Regions from separate parts of the Mus musculus genome. Here all the other regions are linked to region 2. Evidence: chromatin contacts called from public Hi-C and HiChIP or PLAC-seq data. All regions are on one chromosome and are shown on one strand. Each heading gives the region's core, a stretch centred on a gene start, on an enhancer-like site or on the middle of the called end of the contact. The rest is flanking DNA. Distances are from core to core; before and after follow the strand shown. Region 1 has its middle 140 kb from the start of Dusp10. Region 2 has its middle 43 kb from the start of Gm33973. Region 3 has its middle 54 kb from the start of Gm34177. Region 4 overlaps Dusp10 (dual specificity phosphatase 10).

Region 1 (2,700 bases), core at 78-2,577, 660 kb before region 2:
GGGAAGGGGCATTCGGATGCACACTCCAGGAAAATACTGAGGTGGCTCAAAGACACATTTCATTAACTGCTAGCTGTTGAAAAGAAACTTGTTTAGGGACTATAGAACAGTCTCCGTTACTGTGGTTCTAAGCATGTTATCAACGGGACAACATGATCATTGAGAACATCTAGTAATGTCTTACAGGATCATACCCAGAATTCACAAGAACTAAATGTGCATTAAAGAATACAGGGCTGAAGGAACTTGGAGCAGAGAGAGGGTTGGGGAACCTGGCCTTCTCCTTCCTTCATGCAAAGGAATATTCATGAAGGTTTTATCAAACAAAAACTTTTGATTCTAGCATGCTCTGGAAATGTAAAATTCATTTTCATTATCCTTAATCAGTTAGATTAAGATATACCACAGCAACTAACAAAGTCCCAGATTTCTGTGGCATGATACAGGCCACACTACATATACCTGACTTCAGTAAAGTGTTTTGAGAACCACAGCCAAGAGCAGGACACCAACATCTTCCTCTGGTCCTCTCCTGCACACACACACACACACACACACACACACACACACACACACACACACACAGTACATTGTGCACTTGTGCTAATGAGACTTTCTTCCCTATTTTGAAACTCGTCACAAGCTGACTTAACCATCAGGGATAGGGAGAGGAAGAGACACTGCATTTTTCCATTCACTCATAGGAGAAAAACAATCTGTGAATAAATGTCTGTGTGTGTGTGTGTGTGTGTATCTGTGTGTGTATGTGTCTGTGTGTGTGTCTGTGTGTCTGTGTCTGTGTGTGTGTCTGTGTGTGTCTGTGTGTGTGTCTGTGTGTGTGTGTCTGTGCGTGTGTGTCTGTGTCTGTGTGTCTGTGTGTGTCTGTGTGTCTGTGTCTCTGTGTGTGTGTGTGCTTCCCTGTATGTGAAGCTATCCAAGCATGTAGAGAACAGAGAACAACCTCTGGACTCATTCCCTCAGGCACCATCCACCTCCATTTTGAGATCAGGTCTCACTGATGGGAAGCTCGACAAGCAGGCTAGAAGAAGGTGACCAGTGGGAAAGGGTCTATCCACTCCTACAGGTTACAAGCAGGCCACCCCATGCCTCCCCATCCTCGGGGACTTTTATGTGGCAACGTTGTGAGGATGAAACACAGGTCCTCATGCTGTGTGGCAAGTACTTCACCAACAAAGAAAAAAAAGGTTTTAATGAGAAATAACGAATTCTGATTCAATTAAAAATACATTCAAACTTTCACAGAACAAAACATCTCAGGAAAAGCGGCACCACTTCCTCTGCTGGGGCTGACTGTCCCTGCTGTGAGCGTTCTCTGTAGCCCCAAGCGGCAACTTCTCCTTTCTATGCTTCAGTTTATATAAAACAAGAGCAATCTTTCTGTAGTTCAAGCTTATTTTGATTCAATGCCATGATACAAATGCAATTTCCTATAACATTCCAAAAATCACAAAAATGCAATGGATAACCAATGTTCTCATCCTCAAACCAGTTCCCCTGCGTGTTAGATACATGTTTTTCTGTAATTGTTTTAACGTCTTTTTGTACAGTTGAGTATCCTTTGAGCTATCTCCCGTGTTTTCTAAAGAAGTTATTAAAAGTAGCTGTCCTCTTCCGTGCCACAGAGGCAGACAGAGGCATGAGACCCACAGAGAGTATTCTGAGGACGCCCAGAGCTGTTACTTGTTTCAGAAATAGTCCCAGCTCCTGACCTACACCATGGCATTTGTCTCTTCCCCTCCCCCAACCTTTATTTGGCTCTTGCTTCCATTCCAATCACTCTACAAATGTATTGGCAAGAACAGAGAGCAGGGTACTTGTGATCTATATGCGTAGACCTCTTGACAGTCTATTAGTAAAAAATAGCTCTAGTTCACTGTTGTGTCCCCATGAGGGGGGCACATGAGCGAGATTGGGCACACGATCCAGCAGGTTTGATCCACAGGCATCCCAGATGTTCCCAGCACCTGTGTGCTGTGTGCAGATGGTTGTGTAGTGAATGTGGCACCCAGAAATGTGCACCCAGGTCCACTGGCATTCAGCAAGGGGGATTCCCCTCTGCAGGAACTGACTGTGACTTGGAAGGTAGAGTGGAAAGTCTGGAGGCACAGGTCAGAGACAGTATGAAGTAGAGATAGCTCCCAGGGCTCTGCCTGCCAGCTCTGCCTCCCTGTGGGAAGGGCATGTGTGACACAGAGGCCACCAGAGTGTGAGAAGGGTCCTGCTGAGGTGAGAAGAGAGTGCATGTGCCTACATTCAACATATGAAGTCAACATTGGCCAACATAACCAGAAAAATCTACTAAAGACCCCACAGAAGTATCCAAGGCAGAATTTGTAGTGACTTCTGTTAAGAGACTTATACATCCAATTTGTGGAGGGAGGGTGAAGCATAAAATTATATAACTAAGAAAAAAACTACAAGACAATGTAAGTAACAAATTGAAATGCAGAATTACAATGAAGTAGAGTTCAAAAGTGGATCTGAATTATTGAGCAAGTTTTCATGGATAATTTACACTGTGGCCTAAAATTTGTCGCTCTTACGTGATTCCGGTGTCTTCTACTCCTATACAAATAGTTCATGTTTAATTGTTATGATCCCTTGTCCTTTAGGCAAACCAGTCTTACAAAAAGTATCCTGTGCTCTGATAATCCCTGCCATCATCCCAGTTTCATCAGG
Region 2 (2,700 bases), core at 59-2,558:
ACACTTCTGTCCCAGGCAGTTGTCCAACTAAATGGACCAAGAAGGAGAGTTGTCTGGCCTTACATTAAAAACTCTGCAGAGAGAAATTCCAACACGTTTCCCTCACAGATTGGCAGAGGACCTGCCCTTAGGAGCACTCAGAAGGGATGTGTTTTGAGGTCACACCAACCCTTTCAATTTTCTCCTATTCCTTAAAATGCCTCATTCAGAAAGACCACAAGGCAATCAACTAAAATTACTTCCTGGAAATGAATAATGTGAAACTCTGGGAAAGTATAGTTATCCCCAGGACTGCCAGGTTCCAATAATTCAATTTCTTCCTAAAGGAATTGATGGCCCCTGAGTGACATTCTAAAAAAGATGGCTGGCATTAAGCTGGTAGATAAGGGAAGTCTGAACGTCTGGGGGATACACACACACACACACACACACACACACACACACACACACACACAAACACTATTGTCTTCACCAGATCTCTAGAATTTTTCTCCTCCTCTTCATTTTCATTTCTCCCGAGAGATATAACTGAAGCTTTCAGATTCGCCTAGTCTGTGTCATGGAAGCTATCCAGCCCTGTCTCAGTGACTGACAGAAGCTGTGAACAAATCCTTGAGCCCTAGAGAGTCAATCAAACTGCTTTCAGGAATCACCAAGCCGATGTTCTTAATGTGGCTCTTGCCTGTGACATCTCAGACACTGGAGCCCAAGAAAAAGGACCAAGCATGAAGATAGCCATATTCCCAAGAAAACCCTGAAATAGCCATTAGCCGAGCTCCTGCTGTTAAATATTTCCCTCTGATGGAGACCAACTTCATGTCCAAAATACATAGTTCCAAGATTTTCCACGGCTAGAATGGAATTTCCTCTTAGAAAGATTTAGTCACTAAAATGCTTGAAGAAGACTTGAAGAAAACAGTGTGCGGTAAAGGAGGGAACGGGGTTAAGCATCGCTTTTAAAATGTCGACCTGCCTCCACCCCTGATGACGCAACATCAAGCCAGCCCAAGACCACAAAGAGGAAATGAGAAATGGGAGCGCAATGCAGCTGGCCTGAAGAGATGATATGGATATTTAGGACAGTGTTCCTATCGTGTACTCAGAAAAGGAACTGCACGTTTAATTAAAAACACCAATTCCAGACCAGCCAGAGCTACCTAGTGATACCCTGTCTCAAAACAAATGAAATCTAGTAAACAAAACCAAGGATCCTCGTTCATTCATTTTAAAGCATTAGCTCAAGGGACACCATGGCACGGAAGACAAGAGCACTACATCAACTAAAGCTTCACATTCCAATACAGAAGCAGCCAAGGGACCAGAGAGGTTAAGTGACTCTTCTAAGATCTACAGCTTTTAGGTAGACCAAACTCCAACCTCAGTCCTCTAATTCCAAAATAGAATTTATTTTCTAGAAAAGGATACTAATAGGTTGTATTTATCATAACCTGTCTCTCTTCTGAATCTCAAAAGCCCATGCTTCTCTTTGACAAACTCAGAATCATATTTGCAATGTCCCTGCAGGCGTCAGAGGCTCGGTTGCTCGGGTCTCTCTCTGTACTGAACACATGCCTGTGGAATTATTTGTGTGCATGACTATAGAGAAAGAGCAAATCTCAAAGAAACTGCTAGGGTAACAAGTAGAGTTTGACCATTTTGTTGATAGCTTAATATTTAATTAGGAATGTGCGTTTTGTTCTAGCTAATGACTATATTGGTTAGTTTTTAGGGGGGAAAATGGCTGTTTTATAGGCCATGCGAGTCAGATTACATTTCTGAAAAGGAGTTTCAAACAAAACACTTTTGCGATCAAAATAGGTAATCAGGGGCACTTCGGAGATGCTCCGGGTGTAAAGTGTCTAATGCACAATCAGGAAGATTCAAGTGAGGTCCCCAGTGCCTACAGATAAAGCCAAACTTGACAGTGTGCATCTACAGCTCCAGCACTAGGTGGGTGAGAAAGAGAGCAGGCTGATCTCTGAAGGCCAGTAGCCAGTCATCTCAGCCAAATTGGTGTGCTCTGAATTCAGCGAGAGACCATACCCCTTAAAAAAAACTGTTTCAAAACAGAGGCTGAAGACCCCTCCCCCGTGTCAACCTCAGTCTTCACACTCATGTGCATACCACACATACACACAAATAAATAGGTTTATTTGATTATTAATGTTTACATGTGGTTTTTTTTATGTTCCTACTAAAAATTATGGAGTCAGGGCTGGGGATGTAGCTCAGTTGGCATAGCACTGGCCTAGCATGCACTGTCCCCTCAGTTTGAGCCCAGTGCCCCATAAACCAAGTGTGGGGATAGCACTTAGAAGGTGAAGGTCGAAGGACCAGAAGTTCAAGGACACTGGATGTGGCAAGATCCCTGCCATTTGTTGTGTGCAGTAACTTGGGGTCGTCTGCTGCTCTGTGCCTTTCTTCAGACAAGGGAGACAGATGAGACAGAACAGTTTGCACAACAAATATGATTGTATGTTGTGTAGGACAGCCACTAGGGGAAAGTGCTATCAGGACCACCTGGAGTCCAGTGCGCCATGTCTTCCAATCTCCCTCTGGAAGCATCACCGAGGCCTTTTAAATCCCTGTGGTGTCTACACTGATGGTGTGATGATACTTGATGGGGTTATTATTTATAATTCCCTCATTAGCCCATCACGATACCATCCCACATTGATTTCCCCAACCAAGGTCTGAACT
Region 3 (2,700 bases), core at 199-2,698, 760 kb before region 2:
AGCAGAACCTTTCCTGTGTATACGTGCTCTGGAGGGGGTGGGGGGAAGCAAACTAATCGGCACTGCCCTCATTTTCAAAAAATTCAAAGTCATTGTTCCCTCACTGCATAACAGCGCCTCAAAACAATCCAGATAATTAAGATTTATTGCAATCACCCCCCCAAGCACCTGAGGCCGAGACTCCTTGAGCTCACCATGAGTCATCGTAACTTGTTTGTACAATAAGGATCGGAAAAACAAGCTCATATCTCCCTCTCACACAGTGATAAGGTGACACACACTTAATCAAGAATAAGGCCACTGACGTAACTCGGAGGCCAGTTCCTAGTGCAATGACTGGAGTGTCCAAAGGGGACACCGGACAAACACACTTCAGGGGGAATGTGTAATAACCATTCAGACTAGACGAGTGCTTCATGACTGTGTCCTCTTAAGGGGCATTTGATAATGTCACTGGACATTTACTGGGTGGATTGCTACTGGCTATATACAAGGCTTAGAGCATCATGCAGTGCCTGAATGGACCACAGAGGAGGAACACACCCTCAGTCACCCCAACATGGAACCACATCTCCAGATGTCAAGAGAGATGCTCCTGGGAGTGCCTGGCTCAGGAGGTGGGTGAGGATGCCTGGCACTCACAGTGCAGGTGATGCACACAACACCTGGGAGCCCAGAACTAAGGTCTTCCTGCTCCATTCCACTCTCACTGCTCAGTGCGGAGCGGAGTTTAGTCTCCTGGTGACACAACCTGAAAACAAATGACCGATGAACTCCAGAGTGATGAAAGAAAACACTGGGACCAGCTTAGAGTTTTTAGACTTTGAACCTGTGCTCATCATTTCCTTGTTGCTGTTATTACCACTGTCCTTTCCTCCCCATCCTCCCCCACCCTCCTCCTCCTCCTCTCCACCCTCCTCCTCCTCCCTGCCCTCCTCCTCTCCATCCTCCTCCTCCCTCCCATTAGGCTTCCTATCTCAACCACTGCATGATCTTCTCCGTTTCTCTGTGCTCATTCATAGACGCAAATATGTATTAGTATACATATATATTGTTTTATTCACAATTTTCTACAGCTTGCTTTTCTCATTCACAAATACTTCGCAAGACATCTCTCCAAGCTAGCCTTCCCATAGTATTACTACCATGATTTATTCCGTCATTTCCCTGCTGATGACTCTTTATTTCCCTATATAGTTTTTTGCATGGTGAAACACTAAAATCATGAGGTTCTATAAAAAGCATTATGCTGTGATGTTTTTTGTTTTTATCTGATTGGGTTTTAGGCTTGAGGCTGCATACTTGAGACTTTGGGGGACCGAAGGTAAATCCAGAGCGGAAATGACCTTCTCAGCCGTCTTGGCTAGGATTTCTATTGCTATGATGAAACACCACGACCAAGCAGCAAGGCGGGGAGGAGAGGGTTTATTTGACTTTCATTTCCTCATCACAGCTCAACACTAAAGGAACTCAAACAAGGCAGGAACCAGGAGGCAGGAGCTGATGCCCAGGCCATGGAGAAGTGCTGCTTACTGGCCTGCTCAGCCTGCTTTCTTATAGAATCCCAGGATCACCAGCCCAGCGATGGCACCAACCAATGTAGGCTCCACCTCCTCTACCCACCCCCACCCCACACACCCCTGCACACCCAGTAAATTGCCAGTTAAGAAAATGACTTGGGGCTGGAGAGATGGCTTAGGGGTTAAAAGCACTGAATGTTCTTCCAGAGATTCTGAGTTCAAGTCCCAGCAACCATATGGTGGCCCACAGCCATCTGTAATGGGATCTGATGCCCTTTTCTGGTGTGTCTGAAGAGAGCTACAGTGCACTCATATAAATAAAAGAAATAAATCTATTTTAAAAAATTTAAAAAGCTGGGCAGTGGTGGCACATGCCTTTAATCCCAGCACTTGGGAGGCAGAGGCAGGTGGATTTCTGAGTTCAAGGGCAGCCTGGTCTACAGAGTGAGTTCCAGGACAGCCAGGGCTACACAGAAAAAAGAAAATGACTTAGAGCTGGATCTTACAGAGGCATTTTCTCGATTGAGTTTTCCTCCTCTCAGATAACTCTAGCTTGTGTCAAGTTGACATAAAACTAGCCAGCACAGTTTAAACTAGAAAACTGAAACTTCATAGAGGAGAATACCAACATTTCAGATATAATTTGTTTTATTTAGTTAAATTATTTCAAATGTCATAGGAATGAATAAAATTGTCATGAAATAGATACCTTGGGGAGATCCTTGAAAAGGCAGAGTAGATGGGAACAAATGCATTCAGTGTGACAACTGGTCCAAAGAGAGGGCTCAGCAGCGGGATGTGAGCTCTTTAAGAGAACATGAGTTGTGGGTACCTATATCAAGCAGCTCACAACCTCTCTGACTCCAGCTCCAGGGGATCTGCTGACCTCTTGTGGGATCTACTACCACTTGCACCCAAACAAAAACTTACCCCAATCCCCACCCACCCCTACACACAAGTACACAGAATTAAAAATAAAATACATTTTTACAATAAATAAATACTATAATATCCAAAATACCCAAATTGACTTAAATTGACAGAGAACCACCAGGCAGAGAAAATCTACAGGTGACTCTGAAAGCAGAAAAATGATAAAAGTCTGTAGAGCACAGAACTCAAAATTAAAGCAGTAGAAAGTGTCGCTTCGCACAAATCTACTAAAATAACAGCTCACAAA
Region 4 (2,700 bases), core at 89-2,588, 560 kb before region 2:
TTCCGTTTGTCTCCTGGCACTGTGCACACATGTCATGTCCCCTCTATGACTCACTTTACAGAAGGACAAGTCGACTCAGTAGCAGAGCGGTTACTAGCAGGGCTTGTGGAAAAGCCAGGTTACACAGGCTAGTGTTCGGCTTGCACTACTGACCTGAGTTGCACAAGCATGTCTCTCTGAGTGTGAGTCCGAGATGGAGATAAACACAGATAAAGTGTTTAGTATATTCCCAACCCCCAGCCTTGCATGGCCACTATGCAAGAACAAGCTATTTCTATTCATCTTATTTCTGCGACTGCCCAAAGGTAGAAAACGCAGAGGGCGGCTTGGCTAATGTAGCGTAGGGTTGGAAGAGTGACTCAGGATCTACATTTTCACTTCTTCCATACATGTCCTTGACATTTGTAGATCTTGACTTCCAAGAGAGTGGCATCTGAGAGTGGCCCATTTTCCTGTACTTAGCTTTTAGAGGATTGTGGGTACACTAACCCATTAACAGTGACCTTTGATGGATCTAACAAGGCACACTCCGAGCTCAAGGCTCCGCTCTAACTTCAAGGCTTGAGTTTGGAACTCTTAAAGGTTTGAGGTTAAAGCCGCACCAGTTTTCCCACATTTAGCATGCAGACATGGCCTTGTATAAGTACAGAGTCACTCAAGGAACTCGCACAAGCACAGCTGTGCAGTCAGCTACGTGGGGTGTTCGCGCAACTCCATCTGTCTAATGGTGGAAGCTGAGAGCTGGCTCCACAAAGCTAGCCTCTGGCTTCCACACTCACACACATACACAAACACAATCACCTCAAACAAACACTCAACAACAGTAAGTTTTTTAAAAAGAAAGAAAAGGCTGAGTAAATACCAAAAATAAAACTATTAAATACATCCATGGGATGTTATGTACCCACTAAAGGAATAACTATAAAATCAAAGAAAATGATTCTATTTAATGCTAAAGGAAAAAGAGCTAATTTAAAACTTTCTGGAAAAAAAATGCCTAGCCATACAAAAAAGAACGGTTAAGGGAATGCACGGGTCAGAGTTTGTTACTTATGCTACACATATTTATACACAAACAAACCTGAAGGATTGTGGAGCTCAAATTCTACTACGTATATGAGAGAGACATTAGGAAACCTGGGAAGGGGTCACCAAAGGAGTGTGGGACACGTGGGGTCTTCTAGAAAAGGGTGAGACCCTGGGAAGTTCCTAGAAGCGATGTCTTCCCAGTAACAGAGGTCTTGAGTGTCCCAAAGCCTAAGGCTAAAAGCACAAAGCCTGAACAGAGTGAGTGAGGCTCTGCTACCAGGACAGGAAGTTCACTTGTCCACCAGCTTCTGAACTGAAACCACATCCTTTCAAACCACGAGTCTCATTTTTGACCACTAGAGCAGGTGACCTGAACACAGTGTGTCCCCGAACCGATGCACACAGCCAGCTGTATAACAGAGCACAGATCATATTTTCAGAAGGGAATAGCAACAATTCACAGTCCACTTGGTAGGGAGGGCCATCCTGTGTCTAGTCTACCAGTCAAAAAGGAGATACGGGAAGGGACAAACATGTCTTTAGGAGAGCATGTCAGAGCTTTGACTTCATTTGAATTCATTTCTGTAATTACACTCTGCCCTTGCTGTTGTCTTCTGTGGTGAAATCATTATAGCCGGGTGGCTAGCCCAAAGGAAGCCTTCCAACTACAAAGAAAAATGCAAGACACGAGGAAAACCACGTCACCAGTGAACACTTAACAACTAGAGTGCAAAACTACCCACTGCCACTGTGGCAAACTCCACAGAGGACACAGGGAGGAGCTGTGTGGCAATCTCCTGGGCTCCACAAAGCCCCCAGTAAACAGCCCCATGCTGATCCTGCCAGGGGAACCGAATTCCCTTCTTTCTGAAGGAAAAAGGCACTTGCAACCTTTTTTTTTCCATGTAAGATGGGAGGAAGGACTGGGAAGCTAAACTCAAAAGAGGCTGGAAGGGGGAAGAGGCGTCTCTGTTCTTATTTAGTGTGTTCGAGCTGTAATTTGTCTTAAAGCAGCTAGTTTGAAAAAATAAAAAATAAAGGCATACCAAAACACCCTCCCACCCCCAGACACAAAACAACTCAGCAGAGAGCTTTTTAAAATTCAGTCTCTGCCCCTCCTTCCCCAATGACATCAGCCGGAGGCTCCCCACCTGCCCAGTTGCCATAGCACTCACACAAAGACACACAATGACATCAGCTGGCATGATATCAGCTCTTTGAATGCAAACAATACAAGAAGAACTACTTTGTTTAAGGCCTTGGGTACAACTGTGTTCTGGGGAGCCAATGACGTAATGCTAACAGGTGGCAAGGGGCCTTCCATTTGCCTAGTGGGGGGAAAAAACATGGGGGAAGGGTGGATCAGAGAGAGTCCGAGACTGACACACCGAACGCTTCTACCATGGGGTGCTGTGTGCCTATCTATGTGAAATGATGTGTGTTATTATATGTCTGAGCCATGTGGGAAAGACCCTTGTGGACTACTATCTGTAGGGAGGGAAAGAGAAAGGCCGCATGTGACTGAAATCTCAGCTGGACAAGGAAGTTCTCACTGAGGGTCAGAAGAGACAGCATCCAGCTCTGTCTGCTCATGTCAGGCGTCCGTCCTCACACAAGAGTGCTGTACAGTGTCACGATGAAACGGAGACTCTCCTGGGTGGAGTCGGAGGC

What was found. A called contact is a pair of places that touch in the nucleus more often than the background predicts. HiChIP or PLAC-seq counts read pairs in DNA pulled down with a chosen protein or histone mark.
Region 1: a contact with region 2 is called in a Hi-C map of bone marrow-derived macrophages, with 19 read pairs. The contact joins two enhancer-like sites. A contact is called at or near these places in 2 of 484 Hi-C or Micro-C datasets (bone marrow-derived macrophages and nephron progenitors) and 1 of 115 datasets of contacts at active chromatin or transcription factors (cardiomyocytes).
Region 3: a Hi-C map of bone marrow-derived macrophages shows a contact between it and region 2, with 13 read pairs. The contact joins two enhancer-like sites. A contact is called at or near these places in 2 of 15 datasets of contacts at CTCF or cohesin (large pre-B cells and pro-B cells), 1 of 484 Hi-C or Micro-C datasets (bone marrow-derived macrophages) and 1 of 115 datasets of contacts at active chromatin or transcription factors (differentiating embryonic stem cells).
Region 4: a contact with region 2 is called in an H3K4me3 HiChIP or PLAC-seq map of bone marrow-derived macrophages, with 11 times the contacts expected there. The contact joins two enhancer-like sites. A contact is called at or near these places in 3 of 115 datasets of contacts at active chromatin or transcription factors (astrocytes, bone marrow-derived macrophages and embryonic stem cells).

What each region holds. Positions count from the first base shown.
Region 1 is chr1:184,172,563-184,175,262 of GRCm38.p6, reverse strand. No RefSeq gene overlaps it. Among named protein-coding and RNA genes, the nearest start is that of Dusp10, 140 kb to the right of the region's middle. Within about 2 kb of position 1,327, at least 15 of the 459 cell types and tissues checked have an H3K27ac peak or open chromatin away from gene starts, as enhancers often do. A contact at or near this core is called in bone marrow-derived macrophages, where this site is marked.
Region 2 is chr1:183,509,274-183,511,973 of GRCm38.p6, reverse strand. No RefSeq gene overlaps it. Among named protein-coding and RNA genes, the nearest start is that of Gm33973, 43 kb to the left of the region's middle. Within about 2 kb of position 1,308, at least 47 of the 459 cell types and tissues checked have an H3K27ac peak or open chromatin away from gene starts, as enhancers often do. A contact at or near this core is called in bone marrow-derived macrophages, where this site is marked.
Region 3 is chr1:184,273,614-184,276,313 of GRCm38.p6, reverse strand. No RefSeq gene overlaps it. Among named protein-coding and RNA genes, the nearest start is that of Gm34177, 54 kb to the left of the region's middle. Within about 2 kb of position 1,448, at least 27 of the 459 cell types and tissues checked have an H3K27ac peak or open chromatin away from gene starts, as enhancers often do. A contact at or near this core is called in bone marrow-derived macrophages, where this site is marked.
Region 4 is chr1:184,065,784-184,068,483 of GRCm38.p6, reverse strand. The region is part of intron 2 of Dusp10 (dual specificity phosphatase 10); the gene reads right to left. Among named protein-coding and RNA genes, the nearest start is that of Dusp10, 33 kb to the right of the region's middle. Within about 2 kb of position 1,338, at least 125 of the 459 cell types and tissues checked have an H3K27ac peak or open chromatin away from gene starts, as enhancers often do. A contact at or near this core is called in bone marrow-derived macrophages, where this site is marked.